Linked DNA regions of Sus scrofa: region 2 is linked to region 1. A link is a contact called in public HiChIP or PLAC-seq data. All regions are on one chromosome and are shown on one strand. Each heading gives the region's core, a stretch centred on a gene start, on an enhancer-like site or on the middle of the called end of the contact. The rest is flanking DNA. Distances are from core to core; before and after follow the strand shown. Region 1 overlaps CAMK2D (calcium/calmodulin dependent protein kinase II delta). Region 2 overlaps CAMK2D (calcium/calmodulin dependent protein kinase II delta).

Region 1 (3,215 bases), core at 191-2,690:
AACTCCGAGAATTCCTTTTTGGTTTATAAACAAGAGAGACTAGATAGTTTCTGCAGTTGTTGCATTGCTTTAATGACTTGTTTTTAAAAAAAAAATGTTTGTAGGTTTTGGTTCAAAACCAAACATAATAAGTAAGATGTCTAAAAATGATATTGACCTTATTCACTGCCTGAATTCCCAGTGTCTAGAATAGTGCCTGGCACCCTTCTGAGATGTTTCTCAAATAAGTGAATGAAAAAATGACTCCTGAACTACATATTATGATAAGTGAATATATATCTAGGGACTCAAAACTGTTAGCAATAATATTTGTATATGTGTACTCTTTTAAGTAACAGATTGTACAATGTAATATATTATTTAGTTGGAAAATAGTCATTTATTCCTTTCACTTAAACAATGGAAAAATCTCTCATTCACCTAGAAGACAACTTCAGTTTAAGCATTGAACCTGCCTTGCTAGGCTTAACCATGCAGTGTTTTCCCCCTATTTTTAAAGGGAACTTAGCATCTGTAGAACATTTTAATTTGTAAGATCTCCCCAGTTTCATTAATATCAAGAACTATATAACTTGTGGTTTAAAGAGAGGCAGAATTGTTTTACTCAATATGTGCATATATATATATATAAAACATAGTAGATTGTTGGGTTTTTTTATTTTGCTTTTTGTTTTGATTTTTTTGTATTGGGGTAGGAGGTTTTGTATTGGGGTAGAGGAAAAAGCCTTCTGTTGACTTAAAAATCAGTGACTCAAGTTTGGTATAGTCGTTAGAAAGTAGGAGGAAATCCTAACTCCAGATTGCAAGCAGAATTTCAGGGTCAAAGTCTGCTCCTGTTATCTCAGTATAGAGCTCCAGATTTCAGGCCAGTTTTCATTCTAGTAGAATTGGAGAAAAATAAAAAAGTGTCGAAGAACTATTTGTCTCTTATGAATAGGGCTGAAGTCTACTTTTGGTAATATTTATGTGCTTTGGAAGTTATTTTTGGGAAAAAAAAATTGACTTACCTGCTGCTTTCTATGTATTTTCTGATTAAGAAAAGGGAAAATTTAATTGTTAAGAAAGAAAAAAAATGTGTATATGGACAGAGAACCAATTATCATATTACTTATACTTCTGTATTCTCTATTTAGTACTAAGAATCATAATATCTATAATCTGCCAGTGACATAGTTAAGAGAAGTCCCAAGGCATGATCAGGGACAGCTTATAGGATCACTAAGATAGGTAATCTTTTAAAGTAATAATGATTTTTAAAAAATGAAATTAGTATTTGTTGACCTTTTACAAATTTTAAGAAACACTTTTAGGTAGGAGACTATGTTTTAGAGTCATCTGAACCAAATCCAAATTTACGGATACAAGTATTAGAAATACACAGTGAGCACACACAGGTCGGTTTTAAAAATAGCACTGAGCTTTGAGAGAATAATTTCTCCGTCCTGCATGGAAATGTTTCATTAGGCCTTCTGTAGCAAGCTTTTCGGGAAAAAGGTGGAGGGAAGTGAGAAATGAGTCTTTTGAAAAATTCTCGTAGCTGACACTAATGGTTATTAGGCATCTTTCATTCAAGGATCTAAGACATTCCCTGAGTCCCACTTTACTTGTGGGGTGTGGGCAGGGAACACTCCGGGATTCTTGTGCCCAGTGTGCGGAGATTCAGGCCTGTGCTCCCAAGTGGCATGTGGCAGCTGTTTCATAGTGCACATCACATTCCCTCCCAGGCCAGGGAGTGGAAGAGCCAGCATCACCCAGCTGAAATAGCAGAGGGATTTTAGAGAGAAGGAGTGAATTACCTGGACTGGAATTGGGCTAGATCTCTGGGTCAGTAACCCTCTTCCTATAAAAATGCTCTATCCTGCTTTATCCTGGAGAAGTAAAGTCTACCTCTCTTTCCATTTGTATGGTTATGTACTTTTGGGGAGCGTAACATTTAATAATGAGAAAGACAATAACCTATATCTACTATTGATAATGAAAGAAAGCAAGGTTAGTATTTTCTCTAAAAGATGTCAGAAGAGAACCATTTGCAGTATGCCTGCCAAAAGCAAGCTGTGGGGGCGTGAAGGTAATAAAATATGCTCAGATCCCACATAAAACTTAGATCCTGATTTAGAGATGAGGAGACATACATGAATGATTATAGAGGAGATAAAGATGAGTAGCAGAAGAATGTAGTATGATAATTCATTGTACCTAAGTAGAGATATTTAGTTGAGAAGTAACATTGAGAAAGTACAACTTAAGATGAATGGAAGGAAAGACGAAGGACACATGGGTGCAGAAAGCCATTAGTGTTTGGGTAAAATGTAGAGAATCTATGGGAAATCCGGGGAAATTTTATAAAGGTCTTTGATTGCGAAGTTGAGAATATTGTCCTAAATACAGTGGGGACTCATTAAAGAAGCCATTTAAGACTTTACTTGGCCACAGTGAATTAGTAGAATGGATTGGCATAGAGTGTGAGTACTGAAATTCTGAAACCTGAAGATAGTATAGAATAAGGATTACTGGAGTTTCAAGGTTGAATCATGGGGAAAATTGTAATTTTCATATAAGAAATTGAGAAGTCAAAATCATGAACTGATTTTGATGAAGATGATGAATCAGTGAGGAATTAAGGTGTAAGTTCTATATTCAGGTTGAAATATCCAAAACACCATTGAAAATTGAGTGTGGTTCTTGAGACAGACTTGGAAAGCACTGCAATGTACTGTGCAGGTTAAGTGCATCTGCTCTGAAATTGCTGAGGTTCAACTACCCCTTCCTAGTCCTTGTGACCTTGGGTAAACTTCCTAACCTCTCCAAGCCTTGGGCTTTTATCTATAAAGCTGCAGTAATCAATTTAGCTGCTCTTCATGACCTGCCTGCACAGTAAAAGCTGTACTAGTGGAGATCACAAAGGAGGGAAGATAGAGAGGAAAAAGAGGACCTAGGACAGGGATGTGGAGGAGTACCTGTATTTTAATGGATGAAAGGATGAAAGTTTAAGAAGTGAAAGGATATAAAGGATCATGTGGTGCTTTGAACTCTGAGGGAGAGAAATTTTGCAAAGGAAGGGGTGGCTAGTAATGTTTGATATTACAGAGAAGTAGAAATGAAGACTGAGAAAAGGTCTTGGTTTTCCATACAGCAGAATTTCAGTCGTATTAGGGAAGCAATCATGAGGATCAGACTGGGCTGTTACTCATCTTCACATCCTGTAACTGAGCATA
Region 2 (3,476 bases), core at 744-3,243, 170 kb after region 1:
CTTAGGAGGGGTTATCTGTGATTATTAAGTCTGAGCTTTGTGTAGGAAAAAAATGTTTCTCTCGCATCTCCCTCCTTGTGTCCGTCAGTAAATCTTTATGGAACGCCTAAGGTGTGATGTTACTGTGCTGGGTGCGAGAGGGAGTGCAAAGAGGATGGCACTATTTCTGCCATCAAATTGCTCACAATATGGTTTTGGTAGTTGATGCAATAATCTATAACACATGACAGAAAGATTCTGGGAATGTGAGAAATGTGTAAAAAGGTGCTCAGGGAATTGGGAGAAAAGGTAATTTTTTTTCCAACTAGAGGATCAAAAAAAAAAAAATCAGTATCTATACTTGATCTTTGTGGGTGTATAAATTTTTACCCAGGGGAGCCTAGAATTCCAGTCCGAGGTCAGCTTGAACCAAAGTGAGAGTTGATGTGCATTTTATTTGAATGACAGTAAATAACCAGGTTTGACCAAGGAGGCCTTTTACCCTCTTCATCTGGGGTCAAGAGGAGGCCTGCGAGCAAAGAGCCTGTCATCATCAGGGGTGAAGAGGGAGGCCCAGGAACCTCCCCTGCCCACATCCAGCAGTTGACACAGCCGTGGTGCTTTGAATCCATCTGAACTCAGTTCATGATGCCCTTTTTTAGCCCTCTTTTTGGCAGTCACCCTGTGAAGCCCTGGACTCCCAGGTTACTCCTCATCTGCCATGTTCTATGCCCCATAAGGTTTTATACAGCCTTACTGTACTGTGATGCTGAGTGTGTGAGATCCCAGAAGTCACTTTGCCCCGAGCTATGAAAGACTGCTGCAATTCTCGACCCAGTATAGATAAGGAACTCATTTTTTTTTTTTTATTGAAAATGGAGGGAGAGCTTGCTGGAAATACCTGAAATACCCACCTATGCTCGTGCATTCCACTGGATCACGTAATGCAAACGCAAGAATCAGATTTCTCCCTGGCTCAGCTTAATGATTAATTTTTATTGAGGAGTAGTTTGGCTTTTTCCAATCTGTGAAGGCACATGCACATATACCATCAGAGTATTGGTGGCCCTGACTCAAGCATTTCAGGCATCTTAGTCCATCTACACTGTACACTGAGCCACTGGGAGGTTCCTTCACGACGCGAATCAAATGCATGCTCAGGTGAGGTGAATCTGTGTGTAGGAATCTGAATGCTGTAGCCCATGGGGAAAAAAAATTGAACTGGTAGCTGATTATTTAACTATATCTTTGTGAGTACATTTTACTTGTACCCATGTCTTGTATAAAGTTAGCTGTAGCAAATAAACTAGAAATTTCATTTCCTCCCAGATTGTCCCATTTCAGATCCATAACTACTTTAAGGCGATTAGCAATTGAATTTTCCCACTGGCAGCATTAACTAGAGACCCATAGTTCTGAGAAAGCTATCCTGAGGAGTACTGCAGCCTCAACTTTTAGAGGAAGTTGAGTTTCATAACGTACGCTTTTACTCATTTTTACCAATTGAGTCCGGGTAGCAACTCACGAAGTTGCTACAGTGCATTTTTCTGAGTAGCATTTAGGTAGGACCTCTAACTTGATTCCTAGGAAACAGTTGTTTTTTCTTTTAATTTCTTCCTAGTAGGTTCTCTTATCACAGAGAATGATATCAATAGATGTTAGAATTTTTGTAAGTTAACTTATGTGTACCTACATGAAATATTTAAAAAAATCAATATGCGAGGCTCTCATTCAAATTCTTAATCAATGTGCGTGACTTTGTGCCCCATGCAGACTGTATGTTAAACAATACAGATTGGAATCCCCAGCCCTGGGAAATTGTCTAAAACTGGTGTTAGATCTGAACAAACTGGGTGGAGACTCAGGGAGACACTCAAGATAAAATTTAGCATGGCAGCAATTTAAAATTAGAAGCCCTTGATGAAAGATGAGACCTGTTTTAGGCCACTTGGTGAGCGCCCCACCTTTTAAAGGCAGGATTTGACTCTGCAAAAGGGCTGAGCAGTCACTGGAGGACACTCTGTCTCTGCCCCAGTAGGGAATGCCTGACTTCCTATTTGGTGTGTGATGATGTTAAATAAAGCTGTGACCTTTGATTATCTCCCAAGCTTTTCTACCTCTTCGCTGGCAGAGTGCCATGGGATAGTGTACATTTGTCAGCAAGCCATGGTCTAAATTCAGACATTGTCTAAACTTATAACAATAAGTATCTGCTACATATACTGCAGAGACCCTTTACCTGAGAGGCATTCTGTCAGTCCCTAGAGCCTGGGGACCTCTTACATTTTGTGTTTCATGAAGTCCTAGCTTAAGGTTGTTCCTTCTGTATTTGTTTAAATAACAGCCTGAAGTGAGCAATGAGTAGAAAAAGCCTTTGTTTTTGTTTCACATATGATGTAATCACTCAAGTCCCAGTTTCAGTATATAGAATTTGTTATGTTATTCCTTAAAGACAAATTTGGGGAGGAGGAGCCAAAAACTTCTAAGAAATAGCTGTTTATTGGCTTATTTCTTTAAAGTGAAGAAGGATTCTTGGGAGTTCCCTGGTGGTCTAGTGGTTAGGACTTGGCACTCTTACTGCTGTGGCTAGGGTTCAGTGCCTGGTCTGGGAACTGAGATCCCACATCAAGCTACTGCACACTGTGGCCAAACTAAATAAATAAATTTAAAAAGTGAAGAAGGCGTCTTAAAAATAATGTTGATAAATTTTAAACAGAAGTAAATGATGGAAACCTGTCTGTCTTAATCACATGTGATTGCTATAGACTGTATGTGTTTGTCAAAACTTGCAGAACCATAGTCCAAAAGGGTGAATTTTAGTCTGTGTAAATTATAACTTGGTAAACGCAGGACAAAGAGATAACTATACTAAATGATTTAAATGCTTTATGTGTTTTATGGTTTATACACCAATTTCCTTCCTACCATCATCACACTCTTGAAGAACAAATCCTACACACAACCCAGCATGAGCCACCATGCACGTCACTAAATCTGTCCTCCTGGGCATAGCTTACTGGATTCGGTGGAGACACCTAAGTGGAGCTGGGTCAACCTGGGCTTGGAATCAAGACAGAGACTGAAACTACAGATTCTTAGAGATTTGGGGCTGGAGTCAAAATATGTTTGAAAGCCATTGGGCCACGGAGAGTGCCCTATAATAGGGGGTTACAAAAACCAAGAGTTATGCAAAAGAAGCCAGTATTGAGGAGGAGGACTGAGCAAACATGTGGAGAAGCAGTGAGCAAGAGCTCTTATCTTCATGGGAAGAAAGATGAGCGTAGTCCCCAGATTCATCCAATTTCTCAGAAGCTTGCCTAGACTTCGAATGGGTTTCTTCCCCCCACCCCATAAATCTATTTTTACTTAATATAGCCACTGTGAGTTCTGTTTTTTATATAAGGAACAGGAAAATTATCCAATTACACCTGATGTTCTTCATCCAAAAGTAGAGGCAAATACCAATTTTTGATAGCATCACCTCTTTTATTCCTAAA

Evidence for each region. HiChIP or PLAC-seq counts read pairs in DNA pulled down with a chosen protein or histone mark.
Region 2: an H3K27ac HiChIP or PLAC-seq map of skeletal muscle shows a contact between it and region 1. The contact joins two enhancer-like sites. A contact is called at or near these places in 1 of 47 Hi-C or Micro-C datasets (heart right ventricle) and 1 of 2 datasets of contacts at active chromatin or transcription factors (skeletal muscle).

Annotation. Positions count from the first base shown.
Region 1 is chr8:108,931,076-108,934,290 of Sscrofa11.1, forward strand. The region is part of intron 2 of CAMK2D (calcium/calmodulin dependent protein kinase II delta); the gene reads left to right. Among named protein-coding and RNA genes, the nearest start is that of CAMK2D, 17 kb to the left of the region's middle. Within about 2 kb of position 1,441, at least 7 of the 83 cell types and tissues checked have an H3K27ac peak or open chromatin away from gene starts, as enhancers often do. A contact at or near this core is called in skeletal muscle, where this site is marked.
Region 2 is chr8:109,097,023-109,100,498 of Sscrofa11.1, forward strand. All of the region lies in intron 4 of CAMK2D (calcium/calmodulin dependent protein kinase II delta), which reads left to right. Among named protein-coding and RNA genes, the nearest start is that of CAMK2D, 180 kb to the left of the region's middle. Within about 2 kb of position 1,994, at least 6 of the 83 cell types and tissues checked have an H3K27ac peak or open chromatin away from gene starts, as enhancers often do. A contact at or near this core is called in skeletal muscle, where this site is marked.